2 separate regions of the Mus musculus genome follow, and region 1 is linked to region 2. Evidence: chromatin contacts called from public Hi-C data. All regions are on one chromosome and are shown on one strand. Each heading gives the region's core, a stretch centred on a gene start, on an enhancer-like site or on the middle of the called end of the contact. The rest is flanking DNA. Distances are from core to core; before and after follow the strand shown.

Evidence for each region. A called contact is a pair of places that touch in the nucleus more often than the background predicts.
Region 1: a Hi-C map of pancreatic cancer cells shows a contact between it and region 2, with 5 times the contacts expected there. The contact joins two enhancer-like sites. A contact is called at or near these places in 2 of 15 datasets of contacts at CTCF or cohesin (large pre-B cells and pro-B cells), 7 of 484 Hi-C or Micro-C datasets (liver, muscle stem cells, nephron progenitors and 3 more) and 3 of 115 datasets of contacts at active chromatin or transcription factors (the 230-238 cell line, double positive thymocytes and pancreatic cancer cells).

The regions. Positions count from the first base shown.
Region 1 is chr11:88,552,903-88,559,368 of GRCm38.p6, reverse strand. The region is part of intron 6 of Msi2 (musashi RNA-binding protein 2); the gene reads left to right. Among named protein-coding and RNA genes, the nearest start is that of 0610039H22Rik, 63 kb to the left of the region's middle. Within about 2 kb of position 1,753, at least 83 of the 459 cell types and tissues checked have an H3K27ac peak or open chromatin away from gene starts, as enhancers often do. A contact at or near this core is called in muscle stem cells and pancreatic cancer cells, where this site is marked.
Region 2 is chr11:88,497,254-88,503,622 of GRCm38.p6, reverse strand. The region is part of intron 6 of Msi2 (musashi RNA-binding protein 2); the gene reads left to right. Among named protein-coding and RNA genes, the nearest start is that of 0610039H22Rik, 120 kb to the left of the region's middle. Within about 2 kb of position 4,957, at least 58 of the 459 cell types and tissues checked have an H3K27ac peak or open chromatin away from gene starts, as enhancers often do. A contact at or near this core is called in muscle stem cells and pancreatic cancer cells, where this site is marked.

The DNA of each region.
Region 1 (6,466 bases), core at 504-3,003, 59 kb before region 2:
TGCGTCAGCACAGAGGTATTTAACAGTCACTACTTTAGCTTCCGTGGATCATACGTGTTAGTGGAAGGTTAAAGGGAAGGCATGCAGGGAGCAGCAGGTAATAAGAACCTCAGGCCATGTGTTTGGCCATGAAGAAAACAGAAATGGCCCACGTAAGAGATGGTGTTTGGGGTTTCTGGTAATTGGTGCTGAGTGAGTGGACAGGAAGGCTCCCTTAGGAGCTTTGTGAAGTTCTGGGGTACAGTCATTCTCAGCAGAGGGGCATTGAGAATCCCTGTGACGGGATGGAACTTGCTGGTTGAAGAAGCAGAAGGAGGACAAGTGTGTTGAGAACTGTGCCAGGAAGGTTCCCGGTGGCTCACGTGAGCAGCCTTGGGAGCAAAGGGAAGAAGTGGGATTTTTAAGAACCACTGGAAGCGAAGCCTCTGGAAGGCTCTCTTGGCAAACAAAGGACAAAGGCTGTGTTTTTAAAGGTCACCTAGTCCCAGTTCCCTGGGGATTGAGTTGGGGAGACTCAGGGCCACTAGAGGCAACCTGGCCTGAGGCCCAGCCAATCCTTGGGCTGCATCTCTCTCTCTCTAATCCACTGTCCTCCTCCCCTGAGTCCCTTTTGCACTTCAAGTCAATATAGCATGTTTACCACTTAATTAGAAAATCGTTTTTACTGTCCAGAGCCTCACCACTCAGGAAAACTGGGGGATGACTCTCTTTCAAAGGAAGGCCCACTGGGGACATCCCAGGCCCTCCATGATGAGTCTGTTGCTCTTCAGGTGGCACTGAGTGATGGATTTATGTTCCATGTGGGATTGTCTGAGGGGGTAAAGAAACTCACCCTTCCTTGAAAATTCTTTGTGTCTAGGAAGCCCTGTATTTGAGTGTTATCCTAGCTGTGCCTGAGGAGACACCGAAGGGTGGTGATTAGCTCCCCTCAGCACATGGGAGACTGGACGTCTGAGAAGTTGTGGGTCTTGAGTAAGAGTGGAGCCCAGGCCTTGTGAGGCCATGACCCCTGCAGTTATTTCCTGTACTGTCATGGCACTGGTTCAGCCCTTGGGGTAAATGTATGCCTAGGGGAGGGGAACCTAACCCAGTGACCAAACTGTTGAACCCAGGAGAGTTTTGTAATGGATGGTGAAAGCAGGGGAGGCATTGCTGTGCTCTGTAGTGGTGAAGAGCTTTGAAAGGAAATAAACATAGGTGTGGTATCTAGAAGTACCCCTGGGACAAGGAGTTGGCCCTCACTGAGACTCAGTATGCTGATCCATGGAATGGGAGAAAAAATAAAGGCACTGCCTTCTTGGGCCACAGCCAGGAGTGAATGAGCGAGTTTATGAAAGGGACCCAGTCAGGGGCTCAGCACAGGAAGTGCACTCAGTAAATATTTGCCATTATGCAGAACACTGGGAACAGATGATACAGGAATGAAGAATGCCTGATCATAAATTTCTAGGAAAACGGGTGTGCTGGTGTTCTGGGTATTATTGGGTTCTCTGCAAAGTGTGGAACCAAACCGAACCAAAACCGTAATAGCCAGTCTGCAAATGAAGGGAGAGAGATCCAGGCTGGACCTGGCTCAGCTAGGGTGAAACTAGGCAGGCTTCTATGTTAAATAGAAGCTGAGAGATTTGTTCCAGAAAGATGAGCATGGATATGGGCAGCCCAGGATAACTTGGTTTGGGGCAGGGAACCTTCCAGAGTGTACAGAGGTAGAAAGTTGAGTGTAACCTTAGCCGTTAGGGTATGGATTGCTGTGGGGATTCCAGTAAAGCCACTCCTTTGTGACAACTGTGAATCACTAAAGCTGAGGCACCTGCTACCAAGCTTAGAAAACTGACTCTGCTAATTGTCCTTTTACTTCCATGTGCATGCTGTGGTACACGTCTGCTCACACATTTGTACACACGCACACACAAAAACATAAGTTTTAGATTTGGAAGGATTAGCCTTGAGCCCTCCCCAGAGGTTGAGGAGGCCATCACGCCACAAAAATGTGCTCTGGTTTGGAAGGAAACACCCCACCCCCACCCCACCCTGCTTTTTCCCTTCTCCTGGGGTGGGGCTGTGGGGGACTCCAGCCACCTGCTTCTCCCCAGCTGAGAGCCATTTGACACCAGGACATCAGAGAGGCTTGCAGCCTGGAGACTGCTGTGCACACTGCTCCTGAGTCTCCAAAGTGGAATGGGAGACTTGGGTGGCAGGTGACATGTACCCCTGAACCTCAGGAGAGTATTGCCCACCCCACTCCACTCCCCCACAGGGTGGGGTTTGGAATTCCTTGGGAGTGTCTCTGCCAGTTGGTGAGATATATTTTTGGGCAATAACCCAACTTTTGAATTTTTGTTATTTCCCATCCCGGTTCATTTCCTCACAATCAATCAATCAATCAATCAATCAATCAATCTATCTATCTATCTATCTATCTATCTATCTATCTATCTATCTATCTATCTTTCCTCCTTCCTTCCTTCCTTCCTTCCTTCCTTCCTTCCTTCCTTCCTTCCTTCCTCCTTCCTTCCTCCTTCCTTCCTTCCTTCCTTCCTTCCTTCCTTCCTTCCTTCCTTCCTTCCTTCCTTCCTTCCTTCCTTCCTCCCTCCCTCCCTCCCTCCCTCCCTCCCTCCCTCCCTCCCTTCCTTCCTTCCTTCCTTCCTTCCTTTCCTCTCTCTCTCTCTCTCTCTCTCTCTCTCTCTCTCTCTCTCTCTCTCTCTCTCTCTCTAAATCATATTGTAAGTTATCTTTTTAAGACGCTTCCAGTCCCTTTGGGACAAAGTGAGGCAAAAATAAATAAATGAAGGCCCTTGGTTTTCCTTGCATGTCACCCTCACAGATGACTCTGAGCCAGACCTCTTGGGTGCCAGTAGACTGAAACTCACAGTTGCTCTCTGGGAGGAGCTGATGGGAGGAGACTGCTATTCCTGGGGATCTCAGCATGGCAGTGGGGTGGCCTGGGTGTTAAATCAAGGACATATGTGAAGGTCTGGGGAGAGAAAGAAAAGTTGGTTTTCATGGGTGAGCACCTAGCTGAGTCTAATGTGCACAGAAGCCCTTCCTCAAAGCTCTGTCCTTGGCGCTTTCTTTTCTTCCACACGAGACAGGGCTGCATTTTTCTGGCCAGAGGTATGAGGAAAGAAAAGAGGAGGACTTTGTGTTCTTGTGTTACAAGTGGATCAAACAATTCCCGATGGGGCCCTACCAGAAAGTTCACATCCTGTTTCTAGTAGCTGGCTGGCCGTAAAGCATTTCCGCCTTGGTTTTACAGTGTTGAGATTGAATCCAGGCCTTTGGGTCTTCTAGGTGAATGATCTACCACTGAGCTGCAGTCCCTTTCCAGTCTGCTTTATGAGATGGGGTTGTCAGGGCTGTCCTTAAACAAGCTCTGTAGTCCAGACAGCCTTGCCTCAGTCTCTTGAGTAGCCGATTTCTGAGTCTGTATCACTAGGACCTGACTTAATACATGTTCACCCTGCTGTGGAAAGGAAGGTCTGGCCTTTACAGGGCCTAATCTAGAGGGGAAAACTGACAGACCAGCACTACACAGATATGAATCCACTTGTAATTACAGATTGCCGTAGGTGCTGTGGACAGAAAGCACAGGGGCCTCTCTGGGGGAGGCTCGTCCTCTGTAGTCTCTGCCTTCCGTACATTTTCCCAAGTCATGGGTTGGAACCAGTCCCCTGTCCCCTGAGACAAGCCAGGCATCCCTCTGCATAGTGAAAGGGACAAGGAAAAGGAAGGTAGTGAGGACCATAAATTTTCAGTTCCCCACTGGGCCACCTGTCCCAAACAGCAGGGGTCCCATAAGCAACCCTCTGGGGATTCAGTAACGGGTGCCTGCCATTTCTCAGAAGGAGCTGGCCACAGAGATAAGACCACATTGACAAGGGGGGCATAAATTGTTACCTGTGCCCTTGGGGTACCCCCCTTCCTCCATACCCCCTCCTTCCCAAGCTGTGGGGTTGGATTTAGCAACAGGCTTTTGGTTGGCGGGATGGAGAGAGAGCTGACTTTCTGGTGGCTGGGTATAATCACTGAGATGCAGAGTGCTGATAGCGGGAATCAATTTAATTTCTGTTGCTCGGTGACGAAGAGAGGGGGAGGGGCAGGAAGGTCAGGGCTATTTTGAAAGCCACTGTTCAGTTAAGGAAACGGAATATTCCCTCTAAGAAATTTTCAAAATTATGATCTTTCCTGGGTAGAAAAGTTGGAAGTGGGTTGAGGTTGAGGGCTTTCGTCAGAAGAGCAGGGAGGATAGCTGGAACAGGGGGCATAGCCTGGAACACCCCCACACTGTGTTAGGAGGAAACCAGGGCCCTGAGCACGAAGCTCACTGGTCAAGAGGGAGTTAATTGCCTTTTGTATCTGTCCCAGGTCTCAGTGAAGATGTGGACACCTTCCTTAAGTGTCTGATTCCTGAGATGTGTAGAGGTATTTGTTCGGGCTTTGTGCTTTGTGGGGTCTCTCAGGTGGATGGAAAGCTGAGTGGGACTTGGTGGGTCTGGGTGAAGATTAGTTTTCCCTGAGACTGTGACATTTCTGTGGGATTGCCTGACTGGGGGGCATTGCAGAATCACCTTTTTGGCTGATGATAGAAACTGGATTTTTCTCTCTTTCTCCTTCTCCTCCTCCTCCTCCTCCTCCTCTCTCTCTTGATGGGGGGAAGGAGTTTTGAAGGCAGGCCAATCCCAGCCTTATCTGGAAGTAACGTTCGCTATCATGGGCAAGATGGATGTTGAAGATTTTTCTGAGGTGCAGGACAGGATCTTTGGCTTGAAGGGACTTGCAGACCAGAGGATTTAGGGTCATTTCCTGGCCAGTCATTAAGTTCTGTGATAGCCCCATGTCTATACAAGAACCAGAGCGAGGAGTTGCAATGATAAAGAACTAGAGACTTATAACCCAGTGTGGAAAGGGTCTGCCCGAATTCAAATGCTGCTTACAAGGTATCAATGGACGAAGAAAGCTTGCGCCTCTCTCCCGCCCGCAGTCTGGAAGTACTTTATAATCTTGTGCCTGGGATATTTGAGTTATGGGCCGAGCAGTTCAGAATCAGCAAGGCTTCCTGGCTGAGGCATTATGGACTGGACAAGTGATCCTTAATGCTGATCTCCTCAAAATCAGGGCGTTATTTTGACCTTGAATTACTGTTGACCATTTTTGACCCGGAAGGCATCATAGCCATTTTGAGATGTGGCTACCGGATGGGGAGGCAGGGCATTCAGAGATGAGCCAGACGGGCGATGACAGTCATCTGTGTGCAAACAATGGGTTAAAGGAACAAAGAAAGGGTCACCCTTCTAGGCCCAGCTTGGGATGGAAAGCCACAGACCTCGCCCCACCCCCCTTATTTAATAAATGTTTTGAGACAGGGTCTCATGTAGCCTCTAGTCTGGCCTAAAATTTACTATGTATCTGAAAATGGCCTTAAATGGGACCCTCTTGTCTCTGCCTCCCAAATGCTGGGATTACAGGTACCAAGTGCGCTGCCAGACTGGGCTTCGTTTCTTCTTCAACACTACAGTGTTTGCTATCTCATGATTAAAGACTTCTATGACCCTTGTATCTGTCAACTCAACATCGGCCAGCTATTCCTTATCAGCTAGGCCTACCCTGGGTTTGATCAGCACCTTTGGTCTGGCTGAGTCAGAGCTAAGCTTTCAGTCTAGCATGTAGCTAAAAGAGGCCAAGAGAAGGTAGGAGACCTACACGACTGCCAAAGGGCAGAGAGGCCTCTTTGCCCTGGAGCTTGTCTTCTAAAAAGTGAGCATGCCTGTTTATAATTTGTCAGACTTCTCCAGTTCTTAAGTGAGCAGCAGCCTCTGCAGGCTCACATAACCGGAAACTGAGGCCAGTGTCTGCTCACTGCTGTGCCCCATGGCTGTGTCCACATGTGATCCTGAGTGAGAAGGGTGGGCAGACAGGTTTTGTTCTGGGTCTCTCGTTATCCTGGAGAGCCTCGCTACACTGTCTGTGCCTGGTGAGTTGACACCTGAAATACAGAGCCGAAGAGACATTTTAGGGACCGGACCTGAGGAGACAGAAGCCCAGAAGGCAAAAGGCTCAAAAACTGGCCTCCAGTCTTTTTCCTGAGGCTAAGAGACGGAGCTCTGGGATCTCTTTCCTGTCAACACTGCCCCCTGCTGCTGCCCCATCACAGCAGGCACCTGGCCACACTGGAGAGAATGTTTTCAGGCTGAGCAGCGCGGCCTTCTGTGGGAGGCAGTGACGCTGGTAACCCATGGATGTGAGCACAGCCTTTATGTTTTGTTTCCATTGACGGGGATGGGTTTTCAGAACCACCCACTCCCTCGCCTGGGCTGATGACTTGCAGGGACAAGATGGCTGAGCAGGGAGATGCAGGGAGTATGCTCCTCCCTCCAAGGCCAATTTGGTGTTAATTTTTGGCCCTAAGTGGCAGTGGCCTGAGTCTGAACATCCCAGTTTGCCTCTCTAGGAGTGAGAAATGGAGTGT
Region 2 (6,369 bases), core at 3,708-6,207:
GAGAATGCCTTTCCTCTGGTGTTGGGGCACCTCAAGGTTACATTGTAGAGAACATGTTAAGATGGGGACAATGATGGCTCACTGTGGGAAATAAAAGGTGACCATGTGGCCACTTAAGACACACTAGAAGCAGGGCAGTGGTAGTGCAGGCCTTTAATCCCAGCACTTGGAAGGCAGAGGCAGGCGGATTTCTGAGTTCGAGGCCAGCCTGGTCTACAGAGTGAGTTCCAGGACAGCCAGGGCTACACAGAGAAACCCTGTCTCGAAAAACAAACAAACAAACAAACAAAACAAACAAACAAACAAAAAGACACAGTAGGGAATCACTTTCATTCTATAGACAAGAGAAAACCTTGTCTATAGAGACATATAGAATTTTCCTAGAGATCCCTCAGAAGGTTCTCTGAACCCAGACCTTGGCTCTAGACCCCTACAAGTGTCCTGAAGGGGAAAACAAGGCATGTAACCTTCTGGACAGGCGGTTCTATGCCGAGATCTCTGTTTTTGGCAAGATGCGAGAGGAGTTGGGCCTTTGTTTTCCCAAATACCATAGGAGTACAATGGGAGGAGCTAGGTGGGGTGGACTTGGGGGAGGAAGAGGTTGGGCAGATGGCCTCTTGGGAGAGAAGCAAGTGGGCCCTTGGTAGCCTTTCTGCCTATTGAGGAAGGACCTACATAGGTATACAGCAGTATGTGACGAGCAGAGTTAAGCCTAGCACCCTGCCCAGTCAGTTCCAAGAGTGAGGGCACTCAGTGGCCTTTATATAAATTGAACAACTGTAACTAGTCACGAGGCGGCAGCATCAGAAGCTACCGTTTGGCAAGTTTCCATGTGTACCTGTTTATAGACATCAACTCATTTCATTCCCATCTAAAGAGCATGCCGCTGTCTGGGGCTCAGGGCGGTAAGTGCCTCCTTCTGTTGCTTGCCCAAGGTCACTGTGGGGTTCTGACATATCACATGTGGAGTCCATTCTCTGTGACCCTGGAGACCAGAGCCCTTGACCACTGAGTTGGCCCCTGGGGGAGGGCTTAATCTGAAGGAGCAGCCCCCACCAAAGACATCAGCAGCCGTCTTTGCTGTAGGGACCTGAGTGCCTGAGCTAGACTTGTCCAAAGCAAGTAGTCTTTTATGTTTGCAGCCACTCAGCACTCACAAGGACTGCAGACAGATGCAGAGTACAGGCACAGAGAGAGGTCATTGTGGCTCTGGTGTCTTCCCATAGCTCCCTAGGAGGAAGACACAGAAAGGGAGCATAGAAGAAAAAGGCGTTTTGGGAATGTCTAGTGTACATCAGGCCTTGCAACCTCAGCACTTACTTCTTCACGATATTTGGGCGCGGTGTAGACGCCACTCACCTTTCCCATTCTATAAGGAACATGGCACCGAGTTTAGGGGCCTGAACTTGGAAGTCCGCCACTGCCTTTTTTTTTTTCACTTTTGAATTCTTTATTCTCTTATTATAAAAATTAATACATTCCTTATAAAGGTATTGCATTATAGAAAATCTAAATACAGTCCACTATATCTTACCCAGAGAGTGCACTGGTGGGTGAGTAGCCTCCAGACTCTCTAAACATGAAGTAGCACACAGCAAAATGGGGGTCTCATGGGACTGCCTTTAAACCCAGACCCTGCCCCTCACACACAGGGTGTCCGAAGCCAAAATGCTCTGCCTTCAGGATCTGAATTTCCTTGTTTATAGATGCAGACGGTGATGATAGTGCCTCCCTCAAGGGCATAATGTGATATGTGAATCGGATAACTCGTCCGGTGCAATAAGAATTCACTCCTTTGATTATTTTGTCATTAACAACCAAGGGGTGTGACTAGAGGCGGCTTTCCCATTAAGTCAGTAACGGCTTTGTCATCCAGGAAGGTTTGCACCTATACCTGGTGCAGGGATTTTGTTGCTAGGGTTAGAAGGTTTTGAAGAGACTGCACAGTGTGCATACATCGGGGGCCTGTCACCCATTCTTCCTTAGCTGAGGTGCCATCCACCCTCCGTGATGCTGATGCAGCCCTGGGAGCAGATGTATAGCTAGGTTCGGGTCTGGGTTCCAGCCTGTTCACCAGACCCTGGGCTTCTGTTTATGACTAATTGCTTTGTTTGTTCTGTATGAGACACTTAATTTTTTCCCCGTGATTTACTCCTCTTTGTAATTAGGTGTAGTGATTAGAATCTTGTTCCTATTACAATGGAGTTTTGCTTTTAATTCATGCACGTTCACCAGGCCTGTCTCTGTCTGTTCATTGATTGTCCCCAATTGGCTTTTCCCAAGCTGTCATATAAATCACAGTTCAGGGGTGGCTTAGAGACTGATGTGAGTCCAAGGAACCAAAGAGGGCTGACTGGGAATTCCTTTGCATTCAGCTGGGCAGGAGCAGTGTATTCCTGGGGATGAAGTCTCCATAATTGAGGTACAAAGAGTTGCAAATTAATAAATGTCCCTCACCATATTATCCCCTGCATAGCTCCTTTTAAAAATTAAAGATGTTATCTCTCTTGTGCACACAGTACTAAGAAAAGGTGTGGGAAGCAAAAACGAAAATTTATAAAAAAAAAAAATAACTGGTATTTTCTCCTTCTCTTCAGTCGCTTCTGCTATGCATATGTAATGCATGCATTAAAAAGTAAAAATGTTTGCATGGCCCTTTTTGATAGACTAACAGCACACATGTGTCAACTACCCCAAGGTCACTGTCCCGTAAGATCCTGGATCTTAGAGTCCAAGGAAGTGGGCAGTCCCCAGAGTTTCCTTTTTTGTTTTTTGGTTATTGGTTGAATGTGTGTGTGTGTGTGTGTGTGTGTGTGTGTGTGTGTGTGTGTGTGTGACATGCACACACATGAGCCAGAGGTTGACATCAAGCGTCTTCCTTGCTTGCTCTCCACCTCGTTGTTCTGTTGCGGTGGGGTCTCTCCCTTGAACCCAGAGCCTTCTGATTCAGTTGTTCTCCCTGAGCGGCTTCTAGGGATCGGATGTTTCTGTCTCCCGAGTGTTGATTGTCGCTGGGCTGCCCTGTCACATGGGTGCTAGGGACAAGCACTTTACCTGATGAGCCAATTCTCCAGACCTAGAGCTGCCTTTTGTCTATCCAAGAATGCCACGGATCCATTGGTCTAGGGCAAGGTTAGAGTAGGCAGAAGCTGTAGGACTTGTACAGGGAGGTGCTGGGGCCAGAGTGGTTTTAATTCAGCGTTCTTTCCTTCCCTGGCTGTAGCTTTAACTTGCTAGATTCCTCAGTTTGGTTTCTGCTTTCCATTTTTGACTTTTAAAGGTAGCTGACACCAGAGTACTACCTTCTCGGCTTGCTTCTTCCCTGCACAGACCCCCTTCTCTCCTGTCTCTCACTTCCATCCTCTTTCCTGCCGGTGCCTAAGGCCAAGTGCCCAGCCATCATGGCCAGGCCTGGGAAGGGAAGCGCCTGAATTTATCAGGTCTCCTATCTGTTTCTCCCCCCTATAGAGGTTGGACTCAGGCAGGTTTCCCATAAGTGGAGGAGCCAGAGGGGATTGAGTGGAGAGCAATTGAGCTGTAGATGGACCATAGGGTATGCATTTGGTGGGGATAGAGAGATATAAAGCTGGAAGGTAAGTTTGGTCTAACCTGCGCTAGGCCAGTCATGTGAACTTGGACAGGGCCCTGTGGCCAGTAGAATCCTGAAAAGTTTGCAGTGACCCGTGAGGAAAAGTAGGCAGTTACACCCTGACAGAATCAGTAGCAGCCAGAGAAGTGCAGAGCAAGTGAGGGACATGTCAGGAGGGAGGCCTGTCAAAGGAAGGAATACACAGGTCTTCCCTAATACTTGAGGAATATATGCCAAGACTCCCAGTACAAAACCGAACCTGGGGAACTGGGAGGAGTGGAGGGAGGGGAAACTGGTTGGGATGCAATGTCTGAGAGAAGAATTAGGAAAAAAAAAAAAAAAACCAAAAATGGGAACTGAAGATGGATCCATATCCCGTATGCTCTCTCTCTCTCTTTCTCTCTTCATTGCCTTTTCCAATCCTGATGAGTGCGTATCAGGCTATCAGGCCCTGTGGTCTAAACTCTTGCAGTTTAAGATACAACTGCAGGGCTGGTGAGATGGCTCAGTGGGTAAGAGCACCCGACTGCTCTTCCGAAGGTCCGAAGTTCAAATCCCAGCAACCACATGGTGGCTCACAACCATCTGTAACGAGATCTGACGCCCTCTTCTGGAGGGTCTGAAGACAGCTACAGTGTACATTACATGTAATAAATAAATAAATCTTAAAAAAAATACAACTGCAGAAGTAGAGTGAATCCTTCTCTGCTTCACAATTTTCAACAAGTGGACCCTCATGACAGCACTCAACTACCTTTTGTTCATTATTAAATCAAGAACTTTCACCTTTTCACTTAAAAGTGGTGCTGTATAGTTTCTTTTTGGTGTATTTAAGTGTCAGTCTCCCTGCCCTTGTGCTTCGAGACTGCCAGGAGGCCATAAGGGATCTTTGAGCATAAGCACTATAAAACCACGCAGGTGAAATGATAACCAAGATGTCTACCAGGCTTGAGCAGGTGGCCTCAGCCATCTGTATACAGTAAGCAAAGAGGAAACTCACATCCCAGACAGGACAGGACAAAGATCTAGTGAGTTGTTTATTTTTGGAATTTCCTATTCAGTGAACACATGGAGAGTAAAACTGCAGAGAAGAGGAATATACCAGGAAGTCAAGCTCTGAGCCTGGGGGAAAGGGAGTGGGTTGGCATGGGGTGCAGCTTGATATTAAGACACTTGAGAATTTGAGGTCCCAGAATATTGATGTGATAGGCAATGGCGGAGAAATGAAGGGGCCCATTCAAGGACGGGAGTGAGAGGTGAGCACAGAGTGACTGTAGAAGCTGTTCTTCGATGGAGCAGAGCTCAGACAGAGAGAGGGGTGTGGCTACAGGGGAATGGTTGCCGGAAGAGGTGTGGCCACAGGGGAGGGAGGGGTATGATGGTTACAGGGCAAGCTGGATGACACAGCCTGGAGCTATGTGTGTTAAGAGCACGACTGGGATAAAGGGAAAGTTTCAGAGTAGAGCATAAAACCCCTATGATGGAAGCATTGAGAGCAAGTGTGAGTGCTCGGGGAAGTTGGAGAGGGGCCCTCCCAGCGCTCAGGAAGAGAGGCAGGTAGATCTCTGTGTATTCCCATCCAGCCAGGGCTAAGTAATAAGATCCTGTCTAAAAGGGGGTAGAGGGATGGTAGGCCGTCCAGACTTAACTGAACAAGTTAATCAGTATAAACTCATCTCCTAGTCTACCAGAAGCGTCTTGCCTGAATTTCCCAAACAGGCGGTCCATGACTGTGGAGGTGGCACCCGGCTTTGTAAGCAGGGGTAAATGGTCTAAAGTCAGGGCTGTGCCACTTGGTGGATTGTCACATAGCCATTCAAGAGCTGGTGTGTAAGGTGCGATCGGGTGGAAGGACAAGGTGTCGATGCAGGCAGAAGACAGCTTCTGGGGACAACCGTGCTCTGTAGGAACTGAAGACGGGCTTTAATGAGTTTTCCTCTCCGGGGAAGGCACGGTTTTATTCTGTGGCAGAGACTTTTCTAACTACAAACAGCCTTCCTTTCTACCTCCCGGTCCTCTGGCCGTGCCCTACTCTCGGGAGCCACCCTCCCACAGACTCTCTTTAAAAATAGACTTTCATGCATGAAGACGCATCATAATGTAATACTGGTCTTATCTGCACACTTACCCAGCATGAATTTACAAAAGACAGTGGACGGGTCTTCCATATCTCCAGGGCTCACAAAGGTGAGACATTTTCTTTTAAGACATGCTCACCTGCGTCTGGCCACACAGGACCCCAACAGGGCAATTAGCCGTGATCAGAGCTGCCTCCGTGGGAAAGGTGCCCACTCTCCTCCCTGCCTTTCATCTGCCCCAAGCTTCCCTCTCATGATAAATGTTCCAAAAGGAGAGACTTAGGGACCCAGGGAAACCTGTGGGGTCATTATGGCTCATTTGGTAGATGAGAGGGACCTGTAATTTTCCGTTGTGTATTTGTATGCACAGAGATGTGATAAAGACAGCTTGTGGCCTCTTTCGAGTTCCAGATGTCTCGAGAGTGAATAAACAGTGCTTTTTCCTCAGGCTGTGGGTACACTCTTTTTCCTCAGGCTGTAAGTACACTCTTTGGTTTGTCACTGATGCCGTGTTCCCTGGGTATGTTCCGCAAGCAGCCATTTTGTGTTGAGAGGTCTTCCCTGATCGCATAGGGATCGAGGAAAAAGAAGCCTGCCCTTTGGAAAGCATATGCAATCAAAAGATGTCTGCCTTGTTATCTTTCTGGAGATGTTAAGATATTTGCATCTGGATGTGCTTAGCCCGTTTGGTTAAATTTAAGC